Regions from separate parts of the Mus musculus genome. Here regions 1, 2 and 4 are each linked to region 3. A link is a contact called in public HiChIP or PLAC-seq and promoter capture Hi-C data. All regions are on one chromosome and are shown on one strand. Each heading gives the region's core, a stretch centred on a gene start, on an enhancer-like site or on the middle of the called end of the contact. The rest is flanking DNA. Distances are from core to core; before and after follow the strand shown.

Region 1 (2,700 bases), core at 76-2,575, 440 kb after region 3:
CGCCCTCTCCTGGTGTGTCTGAAGTCAGCTACAGTGTACTTATATATAATAATAAATCTTTGGGCCCCAGTGAGGGGGGTTGACTGGTGCGAGCACAGGTCCTAAAAATTCAATTCCCAACAACCACTTGAAGGCTCACAACCATCTTTACAGCTACAGTGTACTCACATAAAATTAAAAAAAAACTTAACAATAATATAAAGATTGCTTATGAGGCTGAGAATATAACTGAATGATAGAACACTTGCCTAGCCTGTATGAGGCCCTAATTTTAATCTCCTACCCTCACCCCCATAGACTGCTTATTAGTCTTGCAAGGGAAGAAATTACACTAACAATAACAGTAGCTACTTGCTTCCTCTGTTAAGTGTTTGCCAAACATGATGGCTAACACTGATTAAAACAGGTACTACATGGATTGTCTCATTTAATCTTCCATGCCTACAAGATAATTTGTGCTTGCATTAGGTTTGATTTCCATCCCTGAATAAATCTGTCATAGTGAGAGTAATAATTCCGACACTATGAAGCAGGATCAGAAATTCAAGGACATCCTCTAATCCATAGCAAATTCAAGGACAGCCCAGGCTACCAGAGGCTCTGTCTTAAAAACCAAAATCAAAGGGCTGGCGAGATATCTCAGCAAGTAAAGGTTCTTGTAGCCAAGCCCGATAGCCTACGTGTTAGGCTACATGGTAGAAGAACCAGTACTACTACCAGTTGTCTTCCCAAGTCCACTGCTCTGCGCATCCCTCCCTCTCTCCGGCACACCAAATTCTAAAATGTTAAGAACCCTAATAGGCGGTTATTATTAATACCCATTAACACTATTTCGAAATTTGAAAATGGCAGGCACAGGTTCTTAGCTAAGGTGGTGGCAGTGAAATCAACAGTGGAGAACATGAGAATCAAACATGAGAAATGGATAGAGTTTAGGGTCATCAAGATGAGGCCAAAAATTGGATATAGAGTTTTGGAGGAAAGGGGAAGTGACTCGTAGATTTTGACTGGGGTGGGCCAAAGCACACTAAAGCCTAAGAGTTCTGAAAGCCCAGTTTGGGACTCGCTGAGTATGAGGTGACTGTGTTGTACAAAAACAGGACTTCACTAGAGGCAAAAGGCCGCTCTGGTGTCCTCCTCTAAGTCAGAACAGGGTGAAGAAACACGGGAGGTGGGTTCGCCCGCTCCAGAATCTCTTGAGCAGCAGCTGCGGGAAAGGCGTGGGGAAAGGCAAGACAAAGAGCGTTAGCACAGCTTTTGTCCAAACGGCCCCTTTAAGAAGCGCGCTCCCGACTCCCAGCCCGCCTAGCATGCAAATTGAGCAGCCGGAGGGAGCGTGCGGCTGATACCCGGCCCGGGCTGCGGCGGTTAGTCCTCTCTCGGCCGCCGTCGCCTCCGACATATTGCCCGCAGGAGCTGCGGCGGTGAGCGGAGAGCGCCGGGGGAAGGAGATGGGTGAGCAGAGCTGGCTGGGCTCGTTCGGGGGTCGCGGGATAGCGGGGAGCCTGGCTGCGAACTGCCTCCCCACGCGGACCGGAGTCGCGGGCAGGGGGAGGGGGAGGGGAAGGGACGCGGCGCAGGCGGGACCCCGCCCCTCCGGTCCTGAGGGGGCGGGTCACCGCTTGGTAGGCGGAGCTTCCAAAAGGGAGAGGGGCTCGGAGGGGCTCAGGCTTTCTTTGGGGCACACAATTCTCCTGTCTGCAGATGGGGGCCGGGCACTCTGGTGGGAGGGGCTGAGAGCTTAGGGTTCGCCTTTTGTGATTGCCGGTGGGGGAGAGAATTTTCTGGACTATAGGGGTTTACACTGAGAGCGGTGGGGCCGCAGGGACACCTAGCCCACCAAGGGAGTCCATTCCGATTCAAGCTTCCAGTCCTAGAGAGCATTGCCCGGCTTGTGGGCGGGGTCTTGGGGTTGACAGTTGTGTGTGGGCGGGGTTTCTGGGCTAGGGGCTTTATGTGGGTGCCGAGCTTCTAAAAGATAGTGGGTGTGGGCAGAGTTCCTGGGCTGAGGGTGTGTGTTGGGGGGGGGGGTTCTAAACCAAACCAAATATAACAGCGTGTGAACAAAGCTTCCGGTTTGGGGCTTGAAGTCAGCTTTCTGGACATGCATATTGTGAAGAGCTGTCAGAAAACCTTCAGAGATAGGAAAGCTTGGGCACCGTGTGTATGAATGGAGGCTACTGTGTTGCTGTGAGGAAGTTGAGGAAGTTATAACTTCGATTAAGGGTTTGGGAGCTAAGTGCAGGATGCTGCCTAGGATCTTAGGCTAGACTACTAAGCTTAGGGAATATAGTTTTGTAAAATCTTAAGTTTGAGATTCCCAACCACAGCGCTCTTTCTAAGGCCATTCTGACGTTAAGGCCAGGCCGTGGGTCATTGAGTTAGATCTCAGGGCCCTGGAGGGAAAACTTGTCTCAAACCTGACCAGATTGTAGCGTCTGGAGACTCAGATCCAGATAAAATCCAGCAAATACCAGCGCTGAGCAGCTCAGGACTCAGGCTCTGAAAATCTTACCAAACTGGTCCAGTGAACCGGATTAAGGGAACTGGCAGTAAAAATAACAGTCTGGTAGCACATGCCTGTCATCCTGTCATCCTAGCATTTGGGAGACTGAGGCAGGTGGGTTGTGAGTTTGAGGCTATTCTGTGCTACTTAGTCGCTTAAAATGTGAATTCACGCCTGGCGTGGTGGCGCACTTC
Region 2 (2,700 bases), core at 162-2,661, 470 kb after region 3:
ATTGTAGCTTTAGACACCAGAAGAGAGCATCATATGTTACTACGGATGGTTGTGAGCCACCATGTGGTTGCTGGGATTTGAACTCAGGACCTCTTGAAGAGTAGTTAGTGCTCTTACCCCCTGAGCCATCTCACCAGCCCCGCTGTCTCTGGTTTTAAAGACAGATGGGGCAGAACGATTTTGGAGATAAGTGAGATAAGGAGGTTGATTATTGTGATAACAGTATTCCTTTTCCTCAAGTCATAGAATTTGACTTTTGAGTTGTTTCACTTTATCGGCCAGGCATTTGGTTAGAATTGGCAAGATTGGACGTAACCCCGGCTCTGTGTGTTGATGTGGAAGACTGGAATGCTATCATGCAAAATAAGGAGGTTAATAAGCATCAGCCCCAAATTCCTTGATTCAAAAGGCACGTGCTTCAAGGTCCTCATCACTAAAAAAGGGAGCTCATTGACCTGTTATTTATTTGTTTGCTTGTTTATTTGTTCATTTATTCATTCAATAGCTATAAGTCAGACACTGGAAGGTGGTGGTCATACTAGTCAGCAATATAGAACTGACCCTGTCATTAAAAGGTTACTGGGCTCTGCCCCTACCCCACCACACCCTTTTGCTGGAGAAACAAACTCCCTCTAGTGTGATAGCGCACACCTGTAACCTCAGCAGAGGGGAGGTGGAAGAAGGAGAATCTAGAGTTCAAGTCTAGGATATCTGAAACCCTGCCTCCCGTAAACAAACAACTGGTCTGGGAGCCTTTTACCTCAGCACTTGGGAGGCAGATAGGTGGATCGCTGTGAGTTTGAAGTCTTTCTGATTTATAAAGGTCCAGGCCAGCCAGAGATACATAGTAAAGATCCTGTCTCAAATGAACAAAAACAATATTCAAACCCCAGCTTAATCTCCACTCCTTTTCCTTATCTCCGGAGCCTTGAACGAATCACTTCCTCTCTCAAAATAATTATTTAGTTCAGGGTCTATACAGGCTTAATTATGAAGAATTTTTGGGAAAGAAGGTCTCGCCATAAAGAAGAAATAAAAACAGAAAGAGATTGGATCTCCAGGTCCAATCGTTCTGCCCCTTCTGCCTTTAAAACCACAGACAGCAAGGACCAGAGAGATGGCCCAGTGGTTTAAAGTGCTTGTGGCAACCGGGCGGTGGTGGCGCACGCCTTTAATTCCAGCACTTGGGAGACAGAAGCAGAGGCAGAGAGTTTGACACACTTTGTTTTGTACATATTCCTTCTAGTCTCCCTCCAGCCTCGGCTGTCTATTCCATCCCTAATTGCCATCTTTAGTGGCTGCGTTCTCTTTAAGCCCGCCCCTATCCTGATATCCCTTGGAGGGAAGGGGGCGTGAGGGTTAAGAACGCGTTTTAGCACGGTATAAAACGTTTGTCCCCGTCAGGCCGCCGTCCTGCAGGTCCGCCATATTGTCTGCCGAGGCTACCGCTGAAGCTACCGCTGCGGCCGCCGCCAAGTCCGAGCGAGCGGAGCCGCGATGGGTGAGTGAAGCGGCTCAGGAGATGGGTGTTCGGGCCGAGGTGTCGGGGAGCGGGGTCTGGCGAGGGCCTGTCTCTCGTCCGAAGCAGATGTCGGAAGCATCCAGAGAGGCATGGGAGGAGAAGGCAGATCGGGAGCGCCCCTCGGGCCAGTTTAGGGCTGGCGTAGGGCCGCCCGCACGGGGAGCAGCCCTGGGGGCTTGTTCCGCACTGCTAGCGTCCTGGGCTGTCCCCACGTGGTGGCCTCGGGTCAGAGCTCGCGCTTCCCGGGGTAAGCAGAGCCCTGCCCTCTCGCCCTGCGCCTGCCGTGGATCCGGGGGCCGGGCTCCGGGCTCCAGCAGCAGGCCTGGCCGCGGAGAGCCTGCTTCCTCGGGCTTTTGGACGCCGGGCTTCTGAACCAAGTGAAGTCCTAGCTGCCTACGTAGAGGGTAGAGTCCTCTGGAGAGGAGACCCAGGGCAGGCCAGCTCCGGCCCGGTAACCAAGGGCCGGCCGGGTCCAGCAGAGCTTGGGCCTTTGAAGGCCAGGAAAATGTCCCAGTCGGCGCAGGAATGGGGTGGTTCGGCTAGACTCAGTGACAGCCTTCGCAGTGGTAGAGAGACCAAAGCCAAGACTTCTTGGCACAGACAGGTCAGGGACTTACTGTTTCTGGGCCAACTCTGGTTAGGAGAAAAAGAGAGACCTGTTGATCTTTTTTAAAGAGCATTCCGGATACGAAAGCCGTTGCTCAAAAGAATACGATGATGGTCTTCGAATTCAGAAGTGAAACCAGTATTGGTAATTTGTTGGCATCAGTAAAGTGAAAAACTTTAAATTTGCCAATCTGTACGTGCAGACGTTATTGTCAGTGCTTAACGTGTCTTGTTTAACCTAATTGCAATCTAGTGGGATAGGTGCTGCTGTTATTCCTGTTTTGCAGATGGGGAAACTGAGGCTTAGAGTGGTAAAGTAACTTATCCAAGGTCACGCGGTGATTAAACCAGGGTGATCACTCCAGAGCCCTAGGAATTAACTGGTGCCTTTTATGGGCTGGCCCTCTAGTGGTGGGATGAGAGAGAGGGGGGACAGTTTTAACCCTGCGTAAAGTTGGGAAGTTGTGTTTTGATATGGGTCCAGTTTGAAATCTTTAGTCTGAATGAAAGTGGAAAAGTTTAGAGTGAATTGCTGACCTCCGCCTATTGTAAAGAGTAGTGCATTTCTAAAG
Region 3 (2,700 bases), core at 98-2,597:
CTATATTCTTGCATACAGATGCCACAACTACCCAAGGACAGAGTTTCTGCCTTGGGTCCAGCCACTCCCATTCTTCCAGAGTAGATAGAGGTCACCAGACCCAGAAGGGTGATGTCCTAGTCATCTGCTCACAGACCCCCTGTTTGCATCTCCAGTGCCTTAGAAGAGGGTCTGGCTGCAAAGGGAAGATGGTGGTTACAACTCCCAGGAAGGAAGGGATGTGTGAGAAAGGACCCTTGCTTGGACGACACTGTCTTGAGGTGATAGGTGGACAAAGTCCCCACCCACCTGCTAGGATTCCCAGGAGACCTGATCCAATCATGTGCACCTGCTGTTGTCTGCCTTAAAGACACACACACACACACACACACACACACACACACACACACACACCTCCGTGTTAACCCAAGGGCCACTTGGTCCTGCTTCCGGCTTCAGAGCAGGTGTTGCTGTTCTAGGAAGTCCTGGGTGAGCTCTTCTGCTCTGTTGTGACTCTCAGCTCCCTAGGTCTCACCCATCTTTGTGGACACCATAGGGAAATGCCTTACTCCCCGGAAGCCTACATCCTATGCAGAACTGGGGGTTAGAGGGGCTCTGGGAGATCTGAGAGTGAAACACAGGTTCGAACCTCAGCACTGCCTCTGACCTTGGGCAAAGCCCCGAGCTGTGTGTATCCAAGGACTTATCTGTAAAATGGGGACAGTAATAACTATCTCCCCCAGGCTGACGCGGGGATTAAATGAGATCATGCATTGAGTATCCTGTGGAAATGGCGGCCGTATTACAGGTTCATTGCTTGCCACAGAGATTGGTAAATATTGAGTTAATGAACGCCTCCAGCTTCCCTTCTTCTGCCTCCACCTCATGTCTGTGCTTTAGGAGGGGGAAAGTAAATGTGAACAAGAAGGATTTGGGGCAGGGAGAACGGGAAAGATCAGGGCTTTCTGACATCTCTGGACACCAGCTGCTCCAGCGCGTCCTGAGATTGCTTGAAGGCGGCACCGGCATCCTCTTACCCTTATGCCACTCACCTGTGCCACCACCCTAATCGGTCAGGTGAGGCAGCAAGTAGTGGTGGGGTCCACCCCTGCTCTGTGGCCCCTCGACGCTCCCCACCCCAGGTGCGTGCTGAATGCCGGGTGGCGGGAGCGTAAGTGTGCGAAGGATGTGAATGAGCCAGTGGACGCGTGAATGGAGGTGGATGGAAGCGTGAAGTACAAGGCGGGGCTCCAGCTGGGTGACCTCGAGTGCAGACAGGCCGGGGCTCCCTCCCCTCTCCTCCCAGCATCCCGCTCCGCTCCCCTCCCCGCGGCGCGCAGCCCTCCCTAGCCCTCCCGAGCTACCGCGGGCACCAGAGCCGGGACCACGCAGCCACTGAGCGGACAGCGCCGCCTCAGGAGGGGGCTACCCCGCCGCGTCTCCAGTTCCGCACCAAGGCGAAGTCCCGCGAGCAAGGTCCAGGTTCCAGCAACGGAGGATGCCCGGGGCCGGGAGCCAACAGGTGCGGGGCGTGGGCGACCCCCAGGACTGACTTGGGGATTCCAGAAGAGCATCGGCAGGTGATGGAGGGGGCTGGAGTCTCTGGGGACCTGGGTGCCGGAAGACTGCGCCACCCCCCACTCCGCTCACCTCCGGGAGGTACCCTTTAGCGCACTTGCTGCCCCTTCTGGGAATCCTCCCAGACCCCCTAAGGAGCAGGGAGGTCCCGCTGGGAAATCGGTAGGCCAATGTCTCTGCCCCTTCCCCTAGGGCTCTCGAAAGGACTGTCCATCCTCTTAACACCAATCTGGGGTCGTCCCTACCCAGCCAAGGGAAGAAGGGGTCTGAGCAAGGGAGGAGGGAGCGGCCTGAGCCAGGCCGGATTTATGAATGGAGAGCGGCCTGCGCACCGGCTCAGCGACCCCTGGCGGCCGTCGGGGAGCATCTCGGCCCCGGGGACTCCAGGAGACCTAGCAAGGGGGGTCTTGAGAAGCCTGTTTCTTGGCGTGAGGATCCTCCTTTCGTCTCTCCTAGGAAGGTGCTTACCCGCACTCCTCTTCGCGGGTCTGTGCGTTCCCGCGCGTGTACGCTCACTGAGGAGGATCTGGCAAGTCTAGTGGGCGGGACCTAGGTCTTTAATATCTCCCTGCACCCTTTTCCCAGCCAAGGGAAAAGGCTTGAGGACTGACTCAAGAAAGAATATTTGTCGTTGGGGATGGGTTTCCTTCCTAAATCTGTGGTGGCCGGAGGACTCAGACTGTCCTGGATTGGCTTTGTGACCTTGAACAAGGGACTCAACCTCTCAGCTTCCCGTCTCTCCATCCACACAACAGGGCTTGCTAATAATGATACCGAATACTGACTGGAGGGCCAGCTTCTGGGTGTACCAGGCTCTGGGTGAAGTAGTTCCCAAACCTTAGAGCTCAATACTCTTCATCGTGGCTCTGGAAGGTAGGTAACTTTAATACTCTGTTGGACCACTGGGTGGGGAAACTGAGTCTCAAGGAGGGAGGTAAAAGGTGCCTAGCTCCACCATTCCCACCCCATGACTAAGAATAAAGAGACGGAGGTAGACAAAGTCCCTAATGTCCTCTTCTTTCCTTCCTTCCTTCCTTCCTTCCTTCCTTCCTTCCTTCCTTCCTTCCTTCCTTCTTTCCTTCCTTCCTTCCTTCCTCCCTCCCTCTCTCCCTCCCTCCCTTCCTCCCTTCCTTCCTTCCTCCC
Region 4 (2,700 bases), core at 5-2,504, 410 kb before region 3:
GAATTGTGCGTGTGCACCATTGGACTGGAGAGATTGCTCAGCTGTTAAAGGCTCGTCTCACAACCAAAAGGGTGGACATTTGCCATGATGCTCAGCTTTCTGTATAAGTTCTGGGGATCAGACTAGATCTTCATCCCTGTGAAGGAAGGACCTCATAGACTGAGCTATCCCCAACCCTCCCTATCACCATCTTAACACTAATGTAGTGAACTCATTTAATTTTGCAACCCCAGGAAGTAGGGAGGCCATAGGATGGAGAAACTGAGGCTTATAGGGAAAAGGAACGCAGGCTCACATAGCGGGCAGGTAGTGTCATTAACTGGAGCAGTCTGACTTCAGAGCACTTTCTGCCTCTTGCTGTCATCATAAACTGCTTCCTGCTGTCCAGCGTTAGTGGTGCTGGGACCAGAGATGAGTTAGGGCCCTTCGCTCCACCGGGGAAGGGTGGGAAAGCGAATGTCCTGCTTCTGAAACAAAGCCCATAGGAGGTATCAGGAAAAAGTCAAACGCACAAGTTGGCAGTCAGGTTTGAATCTGTCATGCCAGTACCCAGAAATGAGGGTCCAGGTCCAGGCGGGAGGCGTCCAGACGCGAGGTGGGAGCAGTGCAGCCCCAGATTCAGGTGCGAGCTCTATAGGGCTTCTGGGGGCTTTCCTGGGTACAGAGTGGGTGACAGAGGTGACAGTTGGGTAGTCCTGGAGTTGGGAAATGAATCTAGACAACACTGCAAGGTGTGTAGCCTTGTCTCCATCTCCAGAGGAGGAAACTGAGTCACAGAGGCACGTCTGAAAACCCTCTGCGCTACTTCACCCTGTGGCCTCTAAGGGTTTACCAGATGGTGAATAAAGAAACAGGCCCAGTTGGGGGCAGGAGGAGGGGGTACTGTGATTTTTTTTTTTTTTTTTTTGGTCGGGTTTTCCCCTCACGGTCCTGCCCTGGGCTGTTCTAGGGTTTATGCAAATTAATGTAGATGTATGTTAATTGGATCACTACCAGTCAGCAGGCTCTAATGGAGCTGCCAACTCAGAGATATAGTGAGGCAGAGTTGTCCAGAAGGGGCCCAAGAAGCCCCCAGCTGAGAACGGGGTATGGGTCAGTGGCCACTGAGATGAAGGGCTGGGGTTGCCATGGATACAGAGGCCAAGACCCTGCCTCTTGACAGAACCAGACTGGCCAGATCAGCCTGCTGGGCCTCACTGAAGCTCCAAGCTGGTCTCTGAGGATTAATTACCCGGAAGGTGATGGCCAACTGCTTTCCAGCTCCCTCCCTGACCCAGTCCAAGTGGAGGGAGGACTGGGCCACAGCGGGAGGGCCAGAGGACAGACAGATGGCAGTCCAAGGTTTGGATACAGAGATCTGAAGTGAGAAAGGAGTGCCTGCTTCCTCCAGCAGGCCTCTTAGGGGCAGGAGTCCTAAATACTGGCGCGTCTGGACAGGCTCAGTCGCTGAGCTTAGAGAGTGTACCGCAGGGAAGCCACACAGAGTGTCTAGAACCCGACCGAGTTCTTTGGCAGTGGCGTATGTCAGCCTTCCACAGCTCTGGGGCCTCAATCTCCAGAGATTGGGATGAGGATTAACATGGACACAAAGGTTAATATAAGCAGTACCAGGCTGGAGAGATGGCTCTGTGCTTAAGAGCACTGGCTGCTCCTCTAGAGGGCCTGGGTTCAATATCCAGCACCCACATGACGGCTCAGAAGTGTCTGTAACACCAGTCCCACGGGATCCAACCCCCCAGGCATGCATGTGGTGCACATAACTGTGCATGCAATCAAAATACATAAACAAGTCTTTTATATATGTGTGTGCACATATATGTATAACATGTATATATGTGTTATATGTGTGTTATACATACATACACAGCAGATACTTAATAAAGTATACTAAGATAAACTCTTGAGGTTGTCAGTGTCCTGGGGGCTTTGTCCCTTTGTATGAGGACACTCCACACTTGTCCATGTTCTCTGGGCTTGGATATGTGGCACTGGTGTTCTTAGAGGAGAGAAAAGACATGAGCAGTGTCCCCAACACAGGAGCTGAGCTCTTTACTCGGGGCCTTGCAGGGTCATGTGATCAGGCTTGGCAGCAACCGCTTTACCCAACAAGCCGTCTTACCAGCCCAGTTCATTTGCTTTTTGTTTGTTTGTTTGTTTGTTTGTTTTGTTTTAAACAAAGCCATATATATAGCCCAGACTGGCCTCGAATTCAATATGTAACTGAGACTGCCCTTGAATTCGTGGTCCTCTTGCCTTTACCTCCCCAGTGCCTCCATTGCAGGTATGTGCTACCTGCCTGGCTTTTTATAGCTTTAATCTTAGCACTCGGGAGGCAGAGGCAGGCAGATCTCTGAGTTCCAGGCCATCCTGGTCTACGGAGTGAGTCGAGGACAGCCAGGGCTACATAGAGAGGCCTTGTTTCCAAAAATCAAACAAACAAACAAACAAACAAAACCCTCTTTTGTGTCTGTGTTGGGATTTCAATCAGACTTATACACAGCAGCTCTGTTTGCTCTCTCCCGGCGTTTAACTTTCTTAAACACATATCTTAGTTAGGAACCACTCACAGCTCCAGATGTGTATGTGTTTTAGAGCCTTCAGTCTCCTGTCTCCATGCTCTGCTCCCCTGAGACATCCCTTATAACTTGTCTTTCTTGGCTCCTGATACTGCTTTTACTGTCACGGGCTTTCGGTGTCTTT

The links. Promoter capture Hi-C pulls out the DNA fragments that hold promoters and counts their contacts. HiChIP or PLAC-seq counts read pairs in DNA pulled down with a chosen protein or histone mark.
Region 1: a promoter capture Hi-C map of embryonic stem cells shows a contact between it and region 3, with 2.5 times the contacts expected there. The contact joins the promoter of Tmem39b here to the promoter of Hcrtr1 in region 3. A contact is called at or near these places in 3 of 39 promoter capture datasets (cranial neural crest, embryonic stem cells and hippocampal neurons), 1 of 115 datasets of contacts at active chromatin or transcription factors (bone marrow-derived macrophages) and 2 of 9 other capture datasets (embryonic stem cells and liver).
Region 2: a contact with region 3 is called in an H3K4me3 HiChIP or PLAC-seq map of bone marrow-derived macrophages, with 2.2 times the contacts expected there. The contact joins the promoter of Kpna6 here to the promoter of Hcrtr1 in region 3. A contact is called at or near these places in 1 of 39 promoter capture datasets (cranial neural crest), 4 of 115 datasets of contacts at active chromatin or transcription factors (bone marrow-derived macrophages, embryonic hindbrain and large pre-B cells) and 1 of 9 other capture datasets (adipose tissue).
Region 4: a contact with region 3 is called in a promoter capture Hi-C map of neural stem cells. The contact joins the enhancer-like site here to the promoter of Hcrtr1 in region 3. A contact is called at or near these places in 3 of 39 promoter capture datasets (embryonic stem cells and neural stem cells), 3 of 484 Hi-C or Micro-C datasets (brown adipocytes, embryonic stem cells and palatal mesenchyme) and 2 of 9 other capture datasets (liver and macrophages).

What each region holds. Positions count from the first base shown.
Region 1 is chr4:129,695,470-129,698,169 of GRCm38.p6, reverse strand. It overlaps Tmem39b (transmembrane protein 39b), which reads left to right and starts at 1,325. Exons shown (of 9, transcript NM_199305.2): 1 at 1,325-1,455. The coding sequence starts at 1,452.
Region 2 is chr4:129,671,478-129,674,177 of GRCm38.p6, reverse strand. It overlaps Kpna6 (karyopherin (importin) alpha 6), which reads left to right and starts at 1,411. Exons shown (of 14, transcript NM_008468.4): 1 at 1,411-1,501. The coding sequence starts at 1,498.
Region 3 is chr4:130,137,809-130,140,508 of GRCm38.p6, reverse strand. Hcrtr1 (hypocretin (orexin) receptor 1) reads left to right here and starts at 1,347. Exons shown (of 9, transcript NM_198959.2): 1 at 1,347-1,501; 2 at 2,313-2,430.
Region 4 is chr4:130,545,600-130,548,299 of GRCm38.p6, reverse strand. The region is part of intron 1 of Nkain1 (Na+/K+ transporting ATPase interacting 1); the gene reads left to right. Among named protein-coding and RNA genes, the nearest start is that of Nkain1, 27 kb to the left of the region's middle. Within about 2 kb of position 1,254, at least 75 of the 459 cell types and tissues checked have an H3K27ac peak or open chromatin away from gene starts, as enhancers often do. A contact at or near this core is called in neural stem cells, where this site is marked.